3 separate regions of the Triticum aestivum genome follow, and all the other regions are linked to region 2. Evidence: chromatin contacts called from public Hi-C data. All regions are on one chromosome and are shown on one strand. Each heading gives the region's core, a stretch centred on a gene start, on an enhancer-like site or on the middle of the called end of the contact. The rest is flanking DNA. Distances are from core to core; before and after follow the strand shown.

Evidence for each region. Hi-C and Micro-C count contacts between places; a contact is called where the count stands out from the background.
Region 1: a Hi-C map of leaf shows a contact between it and region 2, with 4 times the contacts expected there. The contact joins the promoter of LOC123136969 here to the promoter of LOC123136963 in region 2. A contact is called at or near these places in 2 of 5 Hi-C or Micro-C datasets (both in leaf).
Region 3: a contact with region 2 is called in a Hi-C map of leaf, with 4 times the contacts expected there. The contact joins the promoter of LOC123136965 here to the promoter of LOC123136963 in region 2. A contact is called at or near these places in 3 of 5 Hi-C or Micro-C datasets (all in leaf).

What each region holds. Positions count from the first base shown.
Region 1 is chr6B:287,983,190-287,985,906 of IWGSC CS RefSeq v2.1, forward strand. LOC123136969 reads left to right here and starts at 1,466. Exons shown (of 3, transcript XM_044556495.1): 1 at 1,466-1,859; 2 at 1,943-2,080. The coding sequence starts at 1,675.
Region 2 is chr6B:287,497,680-287,500,379 of IWGSC CS RefSeq v2.1, forward strand. It overlaps LOC123136963, which reads right to left and starts at 1,445. Exons shown (of 13, transcript XM_044556490.1): 1 at 1,277-1,445; 2 at 843-1,197; 3 at 396-483.
Region 3 is chr6B:287,762,090-287,764,789 of IWGSC CS RefSeq v2.1, forward strand. LOC123136965 reads left to right here and starts at 1,359. Exons shown (of 3, transcript XM_044556492.1): 1 at 1,359-1,999. The coding sequence starts at 1,777.

The DNA of each region.
Region 1 (2,717 bases), core at 216-2,715, 490 kb after region 2:
TGAGGTCATGGGAGAAATGATGTTGCAAGTAATCATGTGACTTGATATGTGTTCGATATTTTGATGATATGTATGATGTGATTTCCTTAGTGGTGTCATGTGAACGTCAACAACATGACACTTCACCACATTTGGGCCTAAGGGAATGCATTGTGGAGTAGTTATTAGATGATGGGTTGCGAGAGTGATAGAAGCTTAAACCCTAGTTTATGCGCTATTCCATTAGGGACCGATTGGATCCAAAAGTTTAATGCTATGGTTAGAATTTATTCTTAATAATTTTCTCATAGTTTTGGATGCTTGCGAGGGGGTTAATCATAAGTAGGAAGTTTGTTCAATTAAAAACAACACCTAAGCACCAGTCAAATCAAAGTAGGGAACACAAAGTAAGCCAACATGATGAAAGTGACTAGATAAAATTCCCGTGCACCCTCAAGAACGCTTTGCTTATCATAAGAGACTGTTTTGGCCTGTCCCTTGCCTAAAACGGGTTGGGCTACCTTGCTTCCATTTTGTTACTACTATTGTTACTTTCTCGTTACAAATTATCTTGCTATCAAACTACTCTACCACTTACAATTTTAGCAATTGCAGACATTACCTTGCTGAAAACCACTTGTCATTTCCTTCTGCTCCTCGTTGGGTTCGACACTCTTACTTATTGAAAAGGCTACAACTGACCCCCTACTTGTGGGTCATCAAGGCTATTTGCTGGCGCCGTTCTGAAGCACTTTTGGTAAGTGGAAATTGGTAAGAAAACATTATTACTACATGCTGAAATTTATTGTCACTTGCTACTATGGAAAACAATCCTTTGAGGGGTTTGTTCGGGGTTTCTTCACCTCGACCGGAACCACAATTAGTTGCCCCTCAACCTACTGCACGCACGGAAAATATTGAATATGAAATTCCTTCGGGTATGGTAGAGCAACTGCTAGCTAATCCTTATGCAGGAGATGGAACCGAACATCCTGATATGCACTTGATATATGTGAATGAAATTTGTGGATTGTTTAATATTGCAGGTTTTCCAGGAGATGAAGCTAAGAAGAAGGTTTTACCTTTATCTTTGAAGGTGAAAGCATTGACATGGTATATGCTATGCGATGATATTGGATCTTGGAACTGGAATCGGTTGAAATTGGAATTTCATCAAAAAATTTATCCTATCACTACACCACGACACCACAATGACGACATGCATCTGTTGGTATAAGTGTACATTACCGACACACTAATGGTCGAGGTTGCTCTGGTCTTTTGATGATCTGTCTGTTGGCAATGTATGACCGGTTTGTGGACATACTATGTGTCAGCATAAGTTTTTTTGGTGTTCGATTATCTATCGCTGTTGCTTTCCGATAGAAAGAGTGTCGGCGTAGGTTTGGGCCTGGCCCACTTATTTCGGGCTACGCGGGACAAGTTACGCGCGAGATCCAAACTGCAAAACTTTGGCTTGCCTCCCGGCCCCTCAATCCTCCACCCCATCTTATCCCTTTCTCCCAGCCCCTAAATGAAAAATCTTATCTCTTTCTCCCACGCCACACTCCCACCTAAACCTAGGTCACCTGCCGCCGCCGCCACCGCCGCCGCCGTTGCTTGACCTGCGTGCCGATTTGGTCGCGTTGCCTCCTCTCCCATCAACGGCGGCACCTCCCGCAGCTTCCTGCTACAATGTGGTCCTTCCCCACGGTCGAAGCCCAAGGTGCCGCCTCATCGTCCACAAAAGAGGAGCCCGTCCGCCGCATGCAGCCAAGGGGTCGAGTCGACCGCGGCCGAGGAGCCGCGCCGCCAACCGCCAGTGTGGAGTCGATCGCCGCCGAGCAATACCGCTGTACTTCCTCAAGATCCAGGCCGCTGTAGGTACGATTCAGGCTGATGTGCTCACGCCTCTGCTTATCTGACTACCAACAGTGCCACCTAAAGCTTCGATCCAACACAGGGTGATGCTGTCCGCAACCGAGGAGCCACCTTGCCCTCTGCATCCAGAGGTTCTGCCCCGCCATCCCTCTTCCACCACCGGCGACGGCTCTCCCCTCCCCTGCTCGTCTTGCCTCGCCCCCAAATTCAGCCCGTGCAGGTAAGCTTGAAAATAGATTCCTTCTATCTTTTCTGCTTCATATGTTATTTCTCGTTTGTCCATGAATGTGATTTCCCATGTAATCTTGTTGGCTCTTGTCCATGAATGTGATTTCCCATGTAATCTTGTTGGCTCAACGACGAACTAAACAAGATCATATCAGTTCGTTGGAGATTGAAGATTTCAGAGTGCTAACCATCCATCTCTCATTTCAGAGTGCAAATTTTCGTTCTTGATTAGCACCATCATGTTATTGTAATGTTGTTTTTGTTGTTGTTGATTTGGGATGTGTTCTGCGACACGTGTTGTTTCAGAGAATGGTTTCTATAAGATTGTGCATGACGATTACTAGATTTGTGCGCCATGCCTTGGCCTGGGTGTTTCGTGAATTCAGTGAGATGCATTATATTTCTCTTGCTCTTCCATGGGTGTCATGCCTATCTAGAAACATGCTACTGATTTTAGTTCAGGCTAGCTTCCTTCTCATAAGTAGAACTTTGCTTGATATCAACTTTAATGAGGTTTGACTATTGTTGGGGATGTTCTGAAGCTCGTGGACTGTATGCTTGTAGCTGCGCTCAACCTGCCAGGCCACTCCCTTCTCTTATCACATTTATATCCAGCATTAATTCTCAGG
Region 2 (2,700 bases), core at 195-2,694:
TTAGGTTCATCATAGATAGTTTGATGACGTCATATAGATGCAACGTCAATTACAACTTGCACGCACAGTCGAGTGTGATCATGCAGGATTGCTTAGCTAACTTATCCCTGTTTACAGAGGTTGACAGCGTTTAGCATGGACCAGGGTAAAAATAATTTAGCTAGTTTGTAGGTTTCACAATCTAACAAATACTTGGTCCATAACATTATTTGATAATTTTATTTCAAGCAAGGATTAACTAGCGAGCCGTTATTTCGTAAAAGCTAAATATCATTGTGAAAGCGAACATAGTTTTTTTAGATGAAAACCAAACACAGTTAACGTTAACTGTAATGCAAGTTTGTTGCACAAAAAAATTAATGCATGTTATCTGTTAAGTGAAGTTAGAGTTGTACCCCTGTCTTAGCCCAACAGCTACCTTCGCCATGCTCCCAGAAGTGATCGCAGAAGATGCCCCAAGGGAATCCACCGTTGAAGATTTGCCTGCAATGATATAAAAAATGTAAGAACAGTGGAATGCAAATTGCTCGTGTCATTTTATCAATGATCATCGGGCAGAGTCAGGTGGCTTGATGGTCACATGATTTGTTTCACTAGATGCCCGGTGGTCGTTACAAAACAGATAGAGGGTTCTCTGTAAAACAGCAATTAACAGAGAAATAACTCGGCCTAAACGGAAACTGGGCCGAAACAGAGACTGCTGCCCAACTAACCTACGCGCATCTCGTTATACAGCGCCACCAGGCGAACAAACCTATCCTACGCTCCGCTGACCAACATGGAAGAGAGAGAGAGAGAGAGAGAGAGAGAGAGAGAGAGAGAGAGGAGCTGGGGCGTCTCACCAGAGGGGCCTTGGAATGGCTGGGGACGGCTGGAGAAGGCACGGCCCACGAGCGAGCGGCGGTTGGGCGGGGCTGCGGACGATGCTGGCCCACGTGGCTGGATCGGCAGCGAGCAGGGCGATGCGGGGCGGCCGCCGACGCGAGGGAAGGCTGCAGCGGCGCAGCTGCCCGGGGTCGGAGCAGATGGCCGGCTCGGTGGCGGTCCGCGGCGGATCCAGGCGGCGGAGAAGGTGCAGATCCGGCGCTGGCGGCCGGAGAAGGTGCAGATCCGGCGCAGCGGAGCTCAAATCGGTCAGCGCCGGACGCGCGGGACGGCGGCTCCTCTCGCCAGAGTCAGGGCGGAGCTTGCGGGTTCCTGCAGGGCGGCGGCGGCGTCTGAGAGAGCCAAGAGAGAGGGAAGAAGGAAGAAGGAGAGGGCTGGCGGTGGTCCTTACCGGTGTCGGCGGAGCAGTTGCTTCCGCGAGGCAACTCGCCCAGAATCCAGGAGGCGCTCGGGAGCTCGGGTGAGCGCGAGGCGCGCGGCTCGAGCGGATGGGCTTGGAGCGCTCGAGAGGGCTAGAACCGGGCTTCCGCGGGCCGTGGCTGGCCGGGGATGAACTGGGAGTCTGGGACGCGTCAAACCGTCAGATCTGGATCGTCCGTGCTTTGACCAGATGAAGGTGGGCCGGCTACGAGAAAAACCTGTTTTTTTTTAACCCCAACACCGTAGAACAATTGTTCTATGGTAAATATATTAAAAAGAAATGGTACAAATCTCAGAGGGGGCCAACGTTTTCTTTTGAGGCTCAGCCAATGCTGATCTAGGAAAAGAAAACATCATATTACATGTTATTGCTTAACCATAGATTGAAACTTATTCTTAATTCTACGACGAAGGAGACTGAAATTCTGTTTAAGATGAAATCCCCACGATTGAATGGTGTGAGGGAGAGACCTGAAAACTTTCCCATTTCTCTGAATCCAGATGTTCCAGCAGCCCAACAGAACTATTTCCGCAGCAAAAGGTTTTGGCAAGCATCTCATTGCAAGAATGGTGTCCTCATATACTGATGTTCCTCTCTGTCTGCCAGGAATTAGAGAATTCCCGCAGTGATGAGCAAAATTTTTGGAGGACAAGATTGAAATAGAAAAGGCATGGGATTGTGGGGAAGGTTGGAGTGGAATTGAGAAAAACAACAAAAATAAAATAGGAGGCCTCAAATAAATTTCTGAAAATGTTCCTAGTTTTTAGGATGCTCTAGATTATATAAGAACATGATCGCATGATGCCAAGATGCAATGCAAAAATAACATAGAATAAAGAATATTATAATAATAACTGAAATAATTGGAGCGGCGTTGGGTGGTGAGGAGGAGGAATGGCAACGTGTGGATAAGGGGGGAGGTGAGATAGCTCTCGGTGGGGGTGCCTGTTGCTACTGCTTTTTTTAATCAACTGGTGTTGTGTTGCACCGACTGGAAGTTGTTGGATGCTTTCTTTAAATCAATTGTTGTTTGTAGCACCGATTACATTTTTTCCAAATGAGCACCAATTATAATTACTTGTTGTTTATTGTTACAGTCATAGTTTAATATTCATGCCCACCCCATTTTACGAATACATTATCACATATAATAATTAAAAGTTAGGGAAATATTGGGAAGATATGTTTATTAAGGGACACAATATTTGGTGCTCGCGGGTACTTGCTGACCATCAAGATATTTAGTCCCAAAGCAGATGCATGGTTGTCTCCTCTGCTTGTAGGTTGCAATTTGGACAGAAAGGGTCATCTAGGTGCATTCCCTTTCTACCAAGAAGCGGTCTGGTGTTGATTCTACAATGTGCCACCAGCTAGAAGAAAAATTTGTGCTTTAG
Region 3 (2,700 bases), core at 109-2,608, 260 kb after region 2:
GGCTACTACTTCATCCTTGCTCGCTGGATCGAGGAGGTGAAGGTGTCATCAAGCCGTACGTGTGTTGAACGCGAAGGTGCCGTTCGTTTGGCACCTGATCGGGAGTTCATGGGATGGATCGTGATTGGATCGCGAAGATGTTCGACTATATCAACCACGTTTCTTAACGCTTCCGCTTAGCAATCTACAAGGGTATGTAGATCCAATCTCTCCTCTCGTAGATGTACATCCCATAGATTGATCTTGGTGAGCATAGGAATTTTTTTGTTTCCCATGCAACGTTCCCCAACACCGGATGGGAAATATCGGTGGGGTCGAGTTGGAATGTACGGTTTGGACATATTTGGATAGAGAAAGTGGCTGAGGGTTTTGGAGCATTATCACTAAGCAGTTGAGCAAATAGATCATTAAGCAACACCCCATCCCCTTTTATTAGTATTGGCTTTCCTATGGACTCAATATGATATTGGATCACTTAACCAAAAATGTAGAGTCTTGAGCTTTTGCCAATCCATGTCCTTAGCATTTTGAAGGGGTTCCACATCCTCTTGTCCTTGCCATGCCACTGTTGAACTTATCTGGAATATACTAGATAAAAGTAAAATTATTAGTCCAACAAAAGATATGTTGACATTAATTATCAAAACCATCAATGGAGCACTTGTGCTTTCAGTTGGACATTTTATAGAAGAAGTAAAAATGTCACTTGCAAGTTGCAAACAGGAATTTAAATAAAAAGAAGTTGGAAGTTTGGCTAGGGAATCTGTGGAGATGAAGCATGGTCTTTGGGAAGGATCAATATAAGAAATGAAGTTGCAAACACAAGATCCAATAAAAGAAAACAAACATCAGAAGATTATGGAGATGATGACATGATTGCAAAATAAAATGGAACCCACACCAACATAGCATCCAAGTCTTGATCATGTTACAAAATATGGAAGATCTTGCTCTTGGGTTGTTACGCCAGGACGACGGCGGGGCTCTCCTAGGGTTGCCAAATCAATCGGCAGAGCAGGACCAAAATGTCACCCTTGGGGTACAGACCTTAAAGGTGAGGGTTCTGCCGAGGCGATTTTACCCAAGAGCTTAGTAATTCAAGGGATTATTAGGAGATAGAGAAGGGACTTTTTGAGGGGTAGGAGATAGAGAAGAGAATTTTTTGAGGGGTAGGAGATAGATAAGAGAAATTATTTTTTGAGAAGAAGATAGAGAATATTTTTTTTTTGAGAACTGATGGAGAAGGGATTTTTTTTATGAGGGTAGAGAAGAGATTTTTTTTTGAGCACAAGGTAGAGAAGAGATAAGATGTAAATAAAGATAGTGAATTGGGCTGGGGCAACTACGACCTAATGAGCTGACAGCCCACGAATAGGATTGGGAAGGTGTGGATCCGGCTGCCGAACGGAACCAGCTTCGCAAGCAGAGTCGGAACTGAACACGAGAGTTGGGAGGAGTTGATGATTTCACGAACCCTAACAGTCACATCTCCCTCTATTCGCTGGGCAGCGCATTGGATCGACGATTAGAGGTCGACCGCGCGAGCACGCCGCCGCCTATAGTCGCTCGCCGCCGCTTGGAATCGCCTCGCCGTCACGTGGAGGAGTCGCCCTCGCCCCTGCGAGTCGCCTCTTCCGCCGCAGCCGGTAGCCAGCAAGGTCGCTTCCTAACGAACCCCCTCCGGTCCTCCTGTGCTTGCTGCTGCCTTTCCCCTTCTCTCATCTGGTCCTCCCTTGCCGCTACGTGCTTGCTGGGTACTGGGCTGCTCACGGCTTGATGCTCCTGCTTTGCTTCGATGCTAAAAAAATTCTGTCTTTATTACATCTGCGTACTGTTCATGTTTATGTATGTGAAGGTGTACTAGTTTATCTGTTTTTCTCATGCAGATCCAACGTGCGAAAGCACATAACTGACTGGAGAGTATGGAACAGCAGCAAAGTAGTCTTCCAGTATCTGAAGACATTGTCTTCAAATGTGGCGACATTCCAGCTAAAGAGAGGTAGTTCTAGGACACATCCTCCTTCATAAATTCGAACTTTGCAGTAGTGTCTTTTTGAGTAGTAGTCACCCCTTCCACTACATAATACTACTATATTTCATGGTACATTTATTGAAACTAAATCTGTTGTGTTCTATTCCTTTTTGTCTATCCTTGTGTATGTTATTGTAGGGAAAATCTACTTTGCATGCTTACCCATGCATGTACTCCTTGCGGCCAGCATCCCGATGAGATTTTTATCTATATAGCATAGTTTTAAATAGCGGGCTATGCCAGATAGCTGTGGCCGTCCAAATCAGCTATAGTGGGGCTATAGCGAGGTTATAGCCGGCCATTTCATAACTTTACCGGACAATTTGTACATGAATAGTGGCAAGTACTCCCTCTGTAAAGAAATATAAGAGCGTTTAGATCACTAAAGTAGTCATCTAAACGCTATTATATTTCTTTACGGAGGGATTACCATTTAGCGGTACCTTGCTCAAACTGCTATAGGTGGGCTATAGCCGGTTATTTGAAACTTTACTATATAGAGAGAGCACATGCATGCATGCAATATTCTCCTATCTCATGCTAACATCATCACATCAATTCCGAAATTCAAGTTTTTGAAAAACTTCCGATTAGTTCCTACCCTTCTTCACTGTTGAGTTTGTCTCGACGAAGGCTTTGAAACAAGATCCCATGTTGACAATGTTTTG